Linked DNA regions of Sus scrofa: region 1 is linked to region 2. Evidence: chromatin contacts called from public promoter capture Hi-C data. All regions are on one chromosome and are shown on one strand. Each heading gives the region's core, a stretch centred on a gene start, on an enhancer-like site or on the middle of the called end of the contact. The rest is flanking DNA. Distances are from core to core; before and after follow the strand shown.

Evidence for each region. Promoter capture Hi-C pulls out the DNA fragments that hold promoters and counts their contacts.
Region 1: a promoter capture Hi-C map of fetal skeletal muscle shows a contact between it and region 2, with 8 times the contacts expected there. The contact joins the promoter of MIPEP here to the promoter of TNFRSF19 in region 2. A contact is called at or near these places in 4 of 5 promoter capture datasets (fetal liver, fetal skeletal muscle, liver and 1 more), 1 of 47 Hi-C or Micro-C datasets (omental adipose tissue) and 1 of 2 datasets of contacts at active chromatin or transcription factors (skeletal muscle).

Annotation. Positions count from the first base shown.
Region 1 is chr11:2,789,062-2,796,804 of Sscrofa11.1, reverse strand. It overlaps MIPEP (mitochondrial intermediate peptidase), which reads left to right and starts at 6,045. Exons shown (of 19, transcript XM_021065471.1): 1 at 6,045-6,366. The coding sequence starts at 6,217. It overlaps LOC100522569 (complement C1q and tumor necrosis factor-related protein 9), which reads left to right. Exons shown (of 4, transcript XM_003130884.4): 3 at 1,140-1,202; 4 at 3,249-4,950. The coding sequence ends at 4,021.
Region 2 is chr11:2,466,656-2,473,752 of Sscrofa11.1, reverse strand. It overlaps TNFRSF19 (tumor necrosis factor receptor superfamily member 19), which reads right to left and starts at 4,447. Exons shown (of 10, transcript XM_021065470.1): 1 at 4,369-4,447.

The DNA of each region.
Region 1 (7,743 bases), core at 4,796-7,295, 320 kb before region 2:
TAACACTTTCCCGGTTCAAAGTCACACATCTGTCCCCGTGACTCAAACTCCTGGCTCACAGCCTCTCTTTCTCTAAAAATCTGAGCCCCCTTTGCCCGAGTCCAAGGCAGCCTTTCTGCAGGGGCGTGCGGCGCGCCTCCTCTCTCATGGGGCCCGTATGGGGTAGGGTGTTCCCTTTCCGAGTTTGGGAGGCTTTAACTTTAAAAATTTTAATCATGGGGGGAGTTCCCGTTGTGGTGCAGTGGTTAACGAATCCGACTAGGAACCATGAGGTTGCAGGTTCGGTCCCTGCCCTTGCTCAGTGGGTTAACGATCCGGCGTTGCCGTGAGCTGTGGTGTAGGTTGCAGACGCGGCTCGGATCCTGCATTGCTGTGGCTCTGGTGTAGGCCGGTGGCTACAGCTCCGATTCAACCCCTAGCCTGGGAACCTCCATATGCCGCGGAAGCGGCCCAAGAAATAGCAACAACAAAGACAAAAAGACAAAAAAAAAAAATCTTAAAAAAAAAAATTTTAATCATGGTACGCAGGCAAAGAAGCTAGATGATAGAGAAATGGATGTGGGGTGGGGGGAAGAGAAATACATAAGACGATGCTCCCACATTCGACTCCAAATGTCCTACTTCTCTCCTGATGAATCGCTCGCCTTCTTTCAGGGTATCCAGTCTTTCCAGTTTTACTCGCTTCCTTAAGGCGTGTATGTGATATATGTAGCATGTATAAATGCACACACACATATACATATATAAAATATATGTATTTCTGAGAAGGATATCAATCACATTTCTCACACTAAAAATTAACTTCGTTTTTGTCTTCCTGTTTTCAAATATATTTGTGTGTCTGTTTTACAATGAACACGTTTTTAGAAGCTTACCCGTACACAGCTTACAAACACAGGCGCGTGGACGTGACACAGGACACTGGTGCTCCAGGAGCCTGTTCTGAGCATCAGGACTCCTACGTGGTCAGCAAAACCTCATGGCCTGATGCCCCAATGGGCCTGCACAGCACTCTAAGGCACCACAGAGATCCTTCCAGAACCCTCCCTTCCGTCCCACATCTGCTTTCACAGGAGGCGGGCAGACCTTCTCCTCTGAACCGGATTTTAACTCCTGCCTGTTTTCTCATTTTCCACCAGGTGAACCAGGACGTCCCGGTGGTCCAGGGAAGGACGGGATGATGGGAGAGAAAGGAGAACCAGGTCAGAGGTGGCTTTCCATTTGGCTGTGCCCTCGTCCTCAGCTGGCAGGGATATAATGAGAACTTGAGTGTTGGAGCTCCCTGGTGGCTCAGTGGGTTAAGGACCTGCTGATGTGGCACAGGTTCGAACCCCGGCCTGGGAACTTCTGCGTGCCATAGCTGCAGCCCTCCCACCCCCCCAAAAAAGAATTTAAGTGTCTACCAACACAAGTCCCTTATGAGGCTCTGAGGATGATCCACGGATAACGGCCACCCAGTTCTCTCCAGCAGCTCGGGATTCCGTGCAGAGACGGGCAAACTTTCCATAAAGAGCCAGATAGTAAATATTTTCAGCTTTATGGGCCACCAGGTCTCCCCACAATTCCTCAGCTCTGCCATCGTGGAGAAGAGCAGTGTAAATGATGCCTCAGTAACTGGGGCTATGGTCCAGTGGGACCTGAATTTTGCATGATTGTCCTGTAGCTCGGAACGTTATTTGTGACCATTTTCAAATGTAAACCAGGGAGTTCCTGCTGTGGCACACGAGGTTAAGACTCTGACTGCAGTGGCTCGGGCCAATGAGAAGGTGTGGGTTCTGTCACTGGCCCTGCTCAGTGGGTTAAAGGATCTGGAGTTGCTGCAGCTGTGGTGTAGGTCACAGCAGTGGCTTGGATTCCATCCCTGGCCCAGGAACGTCCATGTGCCATGGGCTTGGCAAAAAAATAAAAGGGGGGGGGAACCATTCTTAGTTTGCAGGGGTACAAAGATAGGCAGAGGGTGGGTGTGGCCCACGGGCCATGGTTTGCGGAAGCCTGATTCAGGGGCACTGGATTCCGACTTAGTGCCCTGCAGGAGAGGGTGGCACCTGAGCCGGGCCCTGGAGGTGGAGAGGATGCTGACAGTTGTCACCGATGGGGAGGGAGGTGGTGGTCCCACACGCATGATGTTCCCTCGTGCTGGTGCTGCCTTACTTAGCACAACAGTCCTTAAAGGAGTTGCTTCCTATCCTGGGGAATCGGCTTGTGCACGAGTGGTGGAGACAGGGTGTCTACTTCCAGAGCGTGCGCTCGTAACCACCGCTGCCCAGTTGGGGTGTGAGGAGGAGGAGGAGGGGCTGGGGGACAGCAGGACCACTGCAGCCCGATGCACCTGACACAGCAGACAGGTTGGCAGATGTACTGAGCAGTGAGCGGCAACCCAGGACGAGTCTGTGGTCACTTGGATGAGCCTCTGGGCGGCAGGTGTGTGGGTGTGAAAGCATCAGGGCTGGAGTTCCCGTCCTGGCTGAGTAGAAATGAATCTGACTAGCATCTGTGATGATGCAGGTTCGATCCCTGGCCTCGCTCAGGGGGTTGAGGATCCAGCGTTGCCGTGAGCTGTGGTGTAGGTCAAACATGTGGCTTGGACCCTGTGTTGCTGTGGCTGTGGTGTAGGCTGGCAGCTGCAGCTCTGATTGGACCCCTAGCCTGGGAACCTCCGTATGACACGGGTGAGGCCCTAAAAAGACCAAAAAAGCCCCCAAACCCCATCAGAGCTGCACATCAGCCCCTGGAGCAGCCCTGGTACACCTGCTGCTTGCGTTCTTTGCTCCTCCAAAGCAGAGGAGGGGGCACCACTCACTGTCAGACTCAGGCAGCAAAAAGACTGTCATTTCTTTTTATCTTTTTTTTATGGCTGCACCCAGGGCGCATGGAAGTCAGGGACTGAATGTGAGGTCCTTCAGCCTGCTGCGCCCGCCAGGAGTGGGACCTGTGCCTCTGCAGCAACCTGAGCTGCTGCAGTGGGATTCTTAGCCCACTGTGCCATGGCGGGAACTCCAAAGCTGTTATTTCTAGTGTGAGCCCCGCGGCTGATTTACTGTCCACAAATCGAAAGGTGTGTGTATGTGTGGGTTTGTGTGAGCACAGTTCAGGGGCAAATTAGCTTTCAGACCCTGAGCTTGTCCTGGACCTGGGCCCTGACGCTGCTGTATCTCACTCACATGCTCAGTAGCAGAACAACCACAGTTGCTCTCACAGGTGACGTGTCACAGCTCCTCTCTGCCTCTGTCCTCTCTTGTCCTGCTTAGGGGTCGATGGACACGTCGAAGCCAAGGGCATCAAAGGCGACCAGGGCTCCAGAGGACCTCCAGGAAAACATGGGCCCAAGGGACTTGTGGGCCCCCCGGGAGAGAAAGGCCTCAGCGGAGAGCCGGGCCCCCAAGGACTGAAGGGGGACAAGGGGGACGTGGGTCCCATTGGTCCGGAAGGGCCAAAGGGCAGCACTGGACCTTCGGGCCCAACTGGCTCCCCGGGCCCCATGGGGCCCATTGGAAAGCCTGGTCCCAGGGGAGATGCCGGACCCCTGGGGCCCCAGGGTGAGCCAGGCGTCCGGGGAGTGAGGGGCTGGAAAGGGGATCGGGGAGAGAAAGGGAGAATGGGTGAGACGCCGGTCTTGCCCAAAAGCGCCTTCACCGTGGGGCTCTCGGTGCTCAGCAAGTTCCCCCCGTCGGATGTACCCGTCCGATTCGACAGGATCCTGTACAACGAGTTCAACCACTACGACGTGGCCACCGGGAAATTCACCTGCCACGTGGCCGGCGTTTACTTCTTCACCTACCACCTCACTGTCTTCTCCAGGAACGTCCAGGTGGCACTGGTCAAAAACGGGGTCAAAATCCTGCACACCAAGGACGGTTACACGAGCTCCGAGGACCAGGCGTCGGGCGGCATCGTCCTGCCGCTGAAGCTGGGGGACGAGGTGTGGCTGCAGGTGCTGGGAGGGGAGCGGTTCAACGGCTTGTTTGCGGATGAGGACGACGACACCACGTTCACGGGCTTCCTCCTGTTCAGCAGCTCGTGACCGTGACCGTGACGGCCCCAGAATTGGCTCAGCGAAGATGTTGTTTGATGATCTCATGGATGAATGAAACCATCACCGTCAAACCCGTAAAAAGGCGATAAATAGGCAAGTTATTTCCCGAGCTGATTCTGTAGGTCTTTCCTGTCATTGCAAGAGTACATGTAAAAATACTTGCCCTGGGAGTTCCTGTTGTGGCTCCGGGGGTTAAGAACCCAACTAGGATCCATGAGAATGCAGCTTCGATCCCTGGCCTCGTGCAGTGGGTTAAGCATCTGGTGTGGTGGTGAGCTGTTTTTTTAGTGCCACAGGTGTGGCATTTAGAAGTTTCCAGGCTAGCAGGTGAACTGGAGCACGCAGGATCTGAGCCGTACCTGCGACTAACAGCACAGCTCACAGCAACGTGTGGTCCTTATTCCACGAAAGCAAGGTCAGGGAATCGAACCTGCATCCTCATAGCTACTAATGGGGATCGTTTCGGCTGAGCCACAATGGGAACTCCTGGCAGTTGCAGCTCTGCTTTGATCCCTAGCCTGGGAACTTTCATGGGCCTCGGATGAGGCCCTAAGAAGATAAATAAATAAATATCAACTCAGAAGTCCCTGATTCTCATCATCTAAATCTAAGTCAGTTATAGCTGAGACCTATTGTGTGCATCGTCCTGGGACAAAATGCTCCTTCATCTGTGACCCTGCGAAACCAGAGAAAAGGCTGGCGCTTCCAGAACACAAGGGTGGGACGGATGGACTTTTCCAACCCCAGAGGTAGAAAGAGGACAAGAAAGGAGCCCGTCCCAATATGCTCAAACCCAGCAGGGCAAATTCCATCTGACTTGGTTTTTTTTTCACAGCTTCTTGTCCGCTTAGCCAAAATACAAGGCTTCCTTAACTCACTGAGCAAGGCCAGGGGCAGAACCTTCATCCTCATGGATGCTAGTCGGGTTCGTTTACCCCTGAGCCACGATGGGAACTCCCTAAAATCTGACTGAAAAACACCAGTAGAAAATGAAATCACTTCTTATGCGTACACACAAAAAATACAGACCTTCTAGTCATGCCGCGGAGAACTGTGTAGGAGCCTCACGGCACTTTCTGTAACTAAAGTTTCTTTGCCACTATTATCACCGGGGCTTTTTCTCCCGACCAGGCTAAACTGAAAACAAACTCCATTTAACACCGGAGTGTTGTGGAGACGACGCGAAGGGTGGGTTGGAAGCCCAGACCACTTGGCCCTCCCTCCTGGCTCTCTGGAACTTCAGAGAAGGTTCCCAGGCTGCTCACACCCGACAGGTGTTAACAGGAGCGTAGTGGCTCCCAAGCCATACATTCAGATGAGCTACAACGTTCCCTCAGGTGCTGGTCCTCCGCACACGTCAAACGTCGGGGTCCGAGACACCGGGGCCATCCTTCGGCGCAGCCTGCCTGCCCTGGGCGCTGATGGACTCCATCCGGGTGTCTGGTTCTCACAGGAAGCTGAAGCGAGGCTGCAGGGCAGGCTCCCCGCCAGCTCACCCCAGCCTCCTGGGGGTCCTTCCAGGGTCACCCTCAAGGGCCGTCCTGGTGATGCTCTGATCCCTGCACAGCTTCGTCCCTGCCCGAGAGGGTGCCTCCGGCCGCTGGTCCAGTCCCCCATGCGCCACTCTCTCCTCCACAGCCTCCCGCCCCAGGTCTCCCTGCTTAGGTGACTGGACATCGGTAGGATGCCCCAGCCCCTCGCACCTGACACTGCTTTGTCGGTTGTACTATCGATCCTCGCGAGTTTACAGGCAATGGATGAAAGTCCATGGACAGCTCTGCTTGCAGAGCTCGGATGTGCAAACGCGGGGCACGTGACCCGCACCCCCCAGGAAAGGAGACAGACCCAGGGCGGCGCGTCTACGCCACAGGTCGGGGGGAGCGCCTGGCCCGCCGGCCACCCACGTGCGTTCCGGGCAAGTTTCACCGGGGCGGGCGGGGCGACCCTGCGGTTCCTCCTCCAGGCACGCGGGGGCGCTAGAGGCGGCAGCCGGGAAGGCGGGGGCGACGCTCTGGCCCTGGGGACGCGGAGGTGCGTTAGTCTCGCTGCCTCTCGCCCTTCCTGGGAAGCGCGAGGTCACGTGGCGCGGGGGCCGCTGCCGTGGAAACGCTGCACGCGTTCCCGCGGGGCTGAGCCAGCAGGCTGCGGGGTTAGGGTTCCCCCGGCCTCGCGGCGCTCGGGAGATGCGGGGCGCGATGCTGTGCGCACGACGTCTGGGCGGCCTCCGGGCCCGGCTCGGGGCCCGGCAGGTCAGCACCAGCTGGTCCCCGGTGGGCGCCGCCTTTAATGTCCGGCCCCAGGGCCGTCGCCTGGACCTGTTCGGCGAGCGCCAGGTGAGTGGCCCGCAGGGTCCCAGCTGGGTCGTCGGGGTTTGGGGGGGCCGGGCGGCAAGCCCGTCTCGCACGGGAGGGAGGTGTCGTTTGCCCCGGGGTCACCTTGCCGGTCCTTCCTCCGAGGGGCTGGTGCCAGGGGGCGGGGAGGGTAAAGCACCAGCCCTGCGAGTCCCCACGTCCCAGCCCTGAGCGCTCCCCCCCCCGCCTAACCCCCCATTCTTCTCACCCCCACTCCCCTTCCTCCCTCTCCGCACGTGCCCCCACTCCCCTTCCTCCCCCTCCACACCTGCCCCCACTCCCACCCCCGCAGCAGGAACAGTTCTGGTGAGGCCGGGGCCGCCAAGTGAGCTCACCTGCGGCCTCGAGTGTCTTTTTTGCAAGGACCCGCTTGTGTAATTACTCCTTCCCTTGATGCTCGAAACGCTGTCTTTAATGTTTTTCAAAGTTTTGGGCTCTTTCTTTTAAAACACGAAACTGGAGGGGTCTGCTGCCCTCTGAGGCGGTGCAGGTTCATTTCTCCCGCAGGAAGTCACCGAGTTCCCGTGTTTCTGGTTGTGCATCCACCCCCAGGCCCCGCGGGGCGTCTGGCATTCAGTAGGCGCTCAGGAATGGATGAATGGATGAATGGTGGAAGGAAGGCAAGCTTGAAAGGGACTTAGCTGATGCCTGTTCGACTTTGTACTTGTCGACTTTGTGTACCTTATGTTGTTACTTTTTTGGGGGTCTTTGTTTCCTTATTGTTCCTACTGTCCTGTTTTTGAACAGATGAGTCTGGAATATGATCATAGTGAGCTTAATAATGTGAGCTTTTATTTAATCCCCACATTTATTTGTCTCTTTAAAAATTATTTCTGGGAGTTCCCTTTGTGGCTCAGTGGTTAAAGAACCTGACTAGGATCCATGAGGTTGCGAGTTCGATCCCTGGCCCTCGCTCAGTGGGTTAAGGATCCAGCATTGCTGTGAGCTGTGGTGTAGGTCATAGACACGGCTCAGATCTGTTGCTGCTGTGACTGTGGCGTAGGCTGGCAGCTGCGGGTCCGATTCAACCTCTAGCCTGGGAACGTCCATATGCCACAGGTGTGGCCCCAAAAGGCAAATAAATGTATAGGAGTTCCCGTCGTGGTGCAGTGGTTAACGAATCCGACTAGGAACCATGAGGTTGCGGGTTCGGTCCCTGCCCTTGCTCCGTGGGTTAACAATCCGGCGTTGCCGTGAGCTGTGGTGTAGGTTGCAGACGCGGCTCGGATCCCGCGTTGCTGTGGCTCTGGCGTAGGCCGGTGGCTACAGCTCCGATTCGACCCCTAGCCTGGGAACCTCCATATGCCTCGGGAGCGGCCCAAGAAATAGCAACAACAACGACAAAAAGACAAAAAAAAA
Region 2 (7,097 bases), core at 3,198-5,697:
CTGCAGAAGCCCCGCCCACCACGCTGAGCCAAGATGGCGGCGGCCGCAGGGCCGTGTGCACACAGGCCCCGCCCCGCTCCGCAGCTCCGCAGCTGCGGGAGAGGCGCTCAGCTGCACCTGCGCCCTCCTGCCAGCAGTCCCCCCACCCCACGCAGAACCCTATAAAGCAGCGCTGCCCACGCCTTTCAGAGAGAGCAGGTGCTTTACAGCGCTTGCTCTTTTGCATCCTCTGATCAAAGGGTAAAGCTTTCCTTTGCTTCTCAACCAAACTCCCTTCTGTGAAATCTGAAAACACCAGGCAGGAGGACCCTTGCTGGGTCCCGAACAAATTGCGGAACTCCCCACCACCTGGGCTGACACCCAGCGCCTCCTCAATGCACTCCTAACAGAGGAAGGAAAGGCCAGGGTGCTTTCCAAAGAGTGAGAGGACACAGACAAAGGGACCTGAAACAAGGCAGGTCAGGCTATTTTTAGACAGGAATCAGGGGGGCCAGGTAACAAACCCACCTGGGAGGAAAGCGAAGATGAAGAAGAGGGGGAGACAGAGGCTGACCCTCTATGAAAATGTGGCCCTCATGGGAGTCCAGGCAGCAAGAAACAACTGGAACAAGATAAAGTCGACCAGGAGCCAAGGGGACCCCTCAGCACTCCTAGGGCGCCTCAGGGAATGCCTCAGTCTACACACCAACCAACCCAGAGTCACTGGAAGGGTCCGCGATCCTGAGGTCCTGACTCAGTTCCCAAAGTGCCCCGGATATTAGGTGTAGACGCCAGAAACCGGAACTAGAACCAGATACCCCAGCCTGCTCGAGGCTGCCTGCTGGGTGTTTAACAATGAGACAGAGGAAGAAGCCAGGGGAAAGGCCCCGAGGCAAGCCATCCTGCTGGCTGTGGCCTTCCAGGGTCATCCAGTCAGCACAGGACTCTGGACTGACCGCCCACGGAGACTCTCAGCGCCAGTGAGTGACCCCAGCCCCCACCGAGGGACAGCAGGACACTAGGGCCCAATCAGTGCGTCACATGGGAACAAGAGGGACCCTGGAAAAGAAAATGTTCTCACCACCCACAGAGGGAGACAGAAATGGCAGATCCCGGCCACCGGCCTCCAAGGCAGATGGTCCACACAGATGAAGAAGGGTGGGGCCAGAGCTGGCCTCCAGTGACCCCCAAGCAACCCTGGCTGACACTGGACTTGGGGGGAAAGCCTGGTGAATTCCTAGAAAACACCAGTACCACTTATTCAGTTCTGAACACCCGATTGGGCAAAGTCAGTCACAAGAGCCGTAAAATTCTGGGGTTGTCGGGGAAGGCCCATGAGTGGGCGTCCACAGAGCCATCAGACGGCTGAGTGGGCCAAGCCACGCTCACCAGCCCCTCCTATTCGACCCTGAAGGTCCTAGACTCCCGTTAGGAAGACCTAACGTGAGTTGGGAAGATTTACATAAATTGAAAGATTTACACGAACTGGGGTGACTACCCGCCTAATGGAAGACAAACTGGAGACCGGTGTCCCCGGAGACCAAGGGCACAGGTGACAACGCTAATAGCTGAGGCCAAACCTTCCCGGAGTAAATCCCGAGCTCTGGGCCCTGGGGCGGCTGGGATGAGCTGCAGGAGCCGCTCCTGTGCTCTTCCATCTAAATCCCAGACAGACATGGCCCAATAGAAAACAGTACCCCTCGGTCAGGGGGCCTTGTTGGGCCCTGTCCCTGTGGTTCAGGGCCTAGCTGACCGGGGCCTTCCTGGACCAGCCAATCAGCCTGTGACACCCCCCTCTCCCCGTGAGGAAACCCAGTGGGGAATGTCGAACGATACAGGACCTCAGGGCAGTGATGAAGCCGCTGAGGAGACACATCCAGTGGGCCCTCATCCCTGCGCCCTGCTGGCCACTCCACCGTCCACCAGGACCCAATATTCTGTATTAGATTAGAAGATGTCTTCTGCACTCCATTAACTCCAGAGTCACAAGAAATTTTTGCTTTTGAGTGGCAGGACCCAAACACACAACAGAAACAATAACACTTCTGGACTGTCCTGCCCCAAGCATTCAAAACCCCCCACCATCTTTGGGGGGACTCAGCGAATGGCCTAAAAGATCTGCATCTGGAGGAGGGACCCCCTCCAGGAGGTAGACGACATTCTGATGGCAGCCCTACCAAGGGGGCCTCTGAGAAAATACTGGAACCAGCCTGAGCCACCTAGCTGCTAACGGGTATAAAGCATCTAAGAGAAAGGCTCAAAGGTCACAGCCTCGGGTGACCTACCCAGGTTTCCTTCTCCCAGGTCGGAGAAGCCCAGTCCAGGAAAAGGAAGAAGCATTTGCAGCCTCACCCCATCTAATACCAGAAGCAGCTCAGGGTTTCCTGGGGTGGCTGGGTTTTGCTGCATCTGGATTGAAGCAATTACTTTAGGCCCCCGCCCCGCCCCCCAGGTTTAGCTAAAATCCTCTGGCCTTCACATTCAGGAAAGAAGCGGAATTGCCGCCGGCGTATGAGCTTGGCGGCTGCTCCTTTCTCTGAACAGTTAGATCAAAGCGCTGAGGGCTGCCTCCTGGCCCGCGGCAGGGGCAGCTGGCACAGCTCTGCGAAAGGAGGCTGACGAGTGCCCGTCCGGTCAGCCAATCGCTGCATGCCCATCATGCCAGTTTAGGCTTCAGTAAGTTCCAAGGGAACAGGAGGGCTGCCTGCCCCCACCAAGGTCAACTCAAGTTCAGGCTGTGCTCTTAGACACGCAATGGCCGCCGCAGACACATGTCAGACGCTCAGTCCTGCTGCCATGGAAGTGGAGGCCCTGAGCACGACTGCATAGACGCCACACGTGCCATCGATTCCAGCCATCCCGACCTAGGAAGTGCGCCTTCCAAGCCCCAAGAGGGGGCCGTTTGAGGAGAGGGAAAAAGGCTGGCAGGACACGCAGTGACCTTCCAGACCCAAGTCATAGGGGCTCTGAAACCAGTAGGACTGGGGACACAGATCACACAGCAGTAACTCTGAGCTCCTGCGCCGGACCGAACCCCTGCCGGATGGGAGACGTTAACCACGGAAGCCTTCCTCGTTCTAGAGACAAGGTCACAGCTTGATAACCTTGAACCACAGAGGCTCCGCAGGAGACCCCCTGAGGCCAGATTCAAGGAACACAGGCCCTGCACACACCCTGCTCCTTCTCAGCACCGCACCCACGAACCACGGCTATAAACCCCTCACCACATCCTTCGGGTCCTCCAGGGCGGGACACAGGGTTTGGAGGCCTGAGCCCGCTGCCGTGTCCCCCTTGGCCTGGCACAGCGATTAAGCGACTCTCTTCTCTTCCACCCCGAACTCTGTCTCTGAGGTTCAACTCCGTGTGGAAGCCAAGTTGCGACAACAACACGAAGCCTCGGCCCAGGGGCTTCAGCCCAGAAGGCTAAGCCGATGGCCCTCGCCTGAGCCTTAGGGGCTCTCTGGAGCAGCTCCCGTACTGTGGAGAATAAACAGTGACACAGGCTTCAGCGTCCTGAGGCTCTTAGAAGCAGCACAGCTTCCATGATTCACTGTAGGAGCCACAAAAACGGGGTGCGGAGGTGACAGGGAAACTAGGCGGCCGCAATGCCCTAAAGGGTGGCCCTGGAACCAGAAACCTGGCAACATCCCCTCCGCTGCTGAAGTCCCGGCCCATCCAATGCTCCCCCAAAGGGAGACCTGGAGCAGGAAAACTGGGCACCACCGGAGTCAAGGCCACGGGAGGTGCTGGTGAATGAACACGGGGGATGCTGCTTTCCCCAAACTGCACCCTTACGTGGGCGGACCCCACTCGCTGACCCTAACCTCCATCTCTCCTGACGTCACAGGGGTCACTCCGTGGGGACATCTCACTGGAGGGAACAGGCCCAACCTCCGCAGCGCTGACCTGGGGCACCGGCCCTTTAACCACTGGTGGGAACGGCTCTCTGACCTGGAGCTTCTCCAAAAACAACCCAAGTGCGACCAGGGACCCTCAGGCTGGGCAGTGACCTCAGGGTCAGGGCCGGAGAGCTAGAGACCTCATTTTAGGAAAATGTGACATATGAGCAGGATTCTCGTGCTGACATTTGGGCCACGGACCTTCGATTGCCTGGGGTCCTGGGTCTCCCAGAGGCTAGACAAATGGGGGACCGGGTGGTCAGGGCCGAGGGCTGGTGGCCTCACATGGCCCTACAGGTGGTGGGGGGGGTCGTGCAGCTCGGCTCCTGCGCCCAGGTCTCCAGGAGGCCTGCACCCAGCAGGAGGCAGTCAGAGGCCAGCGCCCCCAAGAATGAGGAGCAGGACAAAGGCAGTGGAGGGACAGGTTACCCGCAAAGCCCATTAACTACTCCCAGGAAATAAAGGCAGAATCTGAAAAATAAAGTCTAACCTTTTCTTGTCTTCTGTGTGGCGTCTAGTGGCACTGGCTCCAAGTCGTCCCTGGCAGGGGCCTGGCGCCCGGCCCTTCAGACGGCGCCCACCCCTCCCTCAGGGCCGTGTGCAGAGGCCCCGCCCACCCGCTCGGGCCAAGACGGGGGCGGGGCGTGTGCAGAGGGGCTGCACCTGCCTGGGGCTCGGCGTCGTGAGCAGCTCAGCGGCACCTGCGCTCAGCGGTGCTGAGCTGGGTCTCCTCCTAGAGGACGCCGACCTGCAGGAGGACCCTCGTTGGTGCCCAACTCAAAGGGTCGGTAACAGCCCTACTGACCCCTGGACCTGTGTCGCGTGGGGAAGACGTGGACTCTAACTCTGTCCTCTGCGAGGTGGGCATTGGTGGGAGCCTCAGCTGGCCTCTGAGATCTCCCGTTTTCTCCGTCGTCGTGAGCCTGGTTTAATCGTGAGGTTTGCGTGAGTGTGGGGAGAAAATGACAAATGGCGAGCCCCCCGCTGGCGGGGAATTAGGACCCCTTGCACACCCCGAGGTGAGGTGTGCGGACGTATGTGTGAGTTCCTTTCGTGGAACACAGCATTTACAGTCAGTAAAAACCCGTGATTTACGGAAGTCATACAATGAAAAAAAATGGCACAGGAAGAACCGTTTTCTAGTCAAAGTCTAAATTTCTGCAGGATGGGATGCTGCAGTCACTTCCCGGGTTGTGAGAACCATGGCCCCTTGGCCAGGGCCCAGGGTGTCCCCGTGGCTACACAGCGAGAGCGCCCTTTGTTTCTCATGGTCATCATAAATGACCGCTTATAGAGCACTTGCTGTATACAGGGCAGTGTGATGGACGAACAAGAAGAGTAAGTAAGGAGACCCCGTCTTCGAGGTTTTCAGGCAGGTGCAAGTTCAAAGTTCACTCGCGGAGTTCCCACACGCACAGCCGATGTTGTCTGCCTCCCAGGGACCTATAGTCTACCTCGGAAGAAAAGGCAGGTGTATGAAGAGATAAGAAATAGTCAAGCTATCTTTTAAAATATTTCAAATGGTGCTAAAACACCCAAATTTACCCTCATAATCATCCATAAATTCAGCATTGTTAAGTTCATTCACACGGGCGTTCGAGCCACCTCTAGCATACTTTTCAGCTTGTAAGACTGAAACTCCGTACTCGTAACTCCACTCCTCTCTCCCTCCAGCCCCTGGCAATCACCCTTCTGCTTTGTCTTGGAAGGAAAGACAACATTTTTTCCCTGTTACTCCTCTATGTTTTCCAGCCGAAGCCCTGTAAATGAGACCGGCCACAGACAGATGAATGAGAGAAAAGCACACAGATGTCATTAACATGTGCATTAAGCTATTGGGGGGGCACCAGCAATGAGTAACTAGAAGAGTGGTTGGAACTTGGACTTGACAACGTCTTAGGCTAAACCCAGGAAGAAGGCTTTGGGTTTGTGGTCCAGAGAGGCTCACTGTGGGAAGGTGACCAGGAAAAGCATGGTACCCAAGGGTGGTTCAGTCAAGGTTCTCATGCAAGGTTAGGTCTTTTTCCGTCTTACCTTCCCCAGTAAGAGTTGTGAGGAGTCCAGCCTTTTGTCGTAAGGGAGGGGGAACTACCTTTTACAGGTGGGAGACTTCCTTCCCGAATGTCCCCAGACCTGGTCTATTCCTGGCAGGAGCACCTGAGAAATGACACTGCGTCCTTTCTGGGGGTGCCTAGATCAGCCCGACCCCCTTCTGTGATGCTCGTCTTTATGAAATGTCTGCCCATCCCACCAGGATAAAGTCGACATTTTTATGTGGGGAGAAATACTCCATATTATGTCAATATCCTGATCTGTCAAATATCTGTGGACTTTCCTTAAGAACCAACTAGAAAGGAAAAGTGGGGGGGGGAGTTAAGGGTGTGTGAAGGTACTAACCAGATATATGTAAGGAGGGACCAGTAACTTCCATCTCCCGTTCCTTGTACTTTTTCAGTATCACCTTGGGCTGCGGGACGAATGGTTATGGAGCATCGATAGGGGAGGTAGCCTGTTCCAGGTCCCACAGCTAGGAGGCGCCTTAGGAGTTCTGGGACGAAGCCCTCAGAATGGCGAGGAGCGCACAGACCTTATGAAATGAATTGCAGTCGAGAGAACAGGGAATATTTAGCTGGAACTAGGAGCTGGTCATGAGAAACTCGCTGTGTTCAAATATACGAAGCCTATTTATATAAAACTGAAATTAGACATGTGCAGTATTATTTCAAATGGTTCTATGGGGAGCATACTGACGTTTGAATCAGAAAAACTATGCCTTGCCTGTCCGTTACCAGTTACCTCGGCTAAGTCATGCCTTGTCTCGGAGCCTGGATTTCCTCATTCGTACAGAAGCAATAATGCTAATAGTAACTCGGGCTCGCTGAGGATTAAATGAGTGTGTGACGGTGCTTTGCAGATGAGAAAGTGCTGTACGGTTCTGCTGTGAGAGTCAGGGCATCGGATTCCCGTCCACTTTAAGAAAATGGTCCCCAGAGTCAGAATGGCTGCTCAGCGGGGATGAGGTGGTCGAAGCTGGTTGGCCATCCGTGGGGGGCTCTGGAGAGGATGCTGTTTCAAGGAAGACGTTCCCCTCTGCCCTTCTCAGTCCTTCTGGCTGGTCCGGGAGTTAGGTTGATGGAAAACAGATGAACTGGAGACAAGTCAAACCAGCGTGTATACAGCAGGGATCTGTGTACGTGCAAAAGACCCAGGAAAACTGAG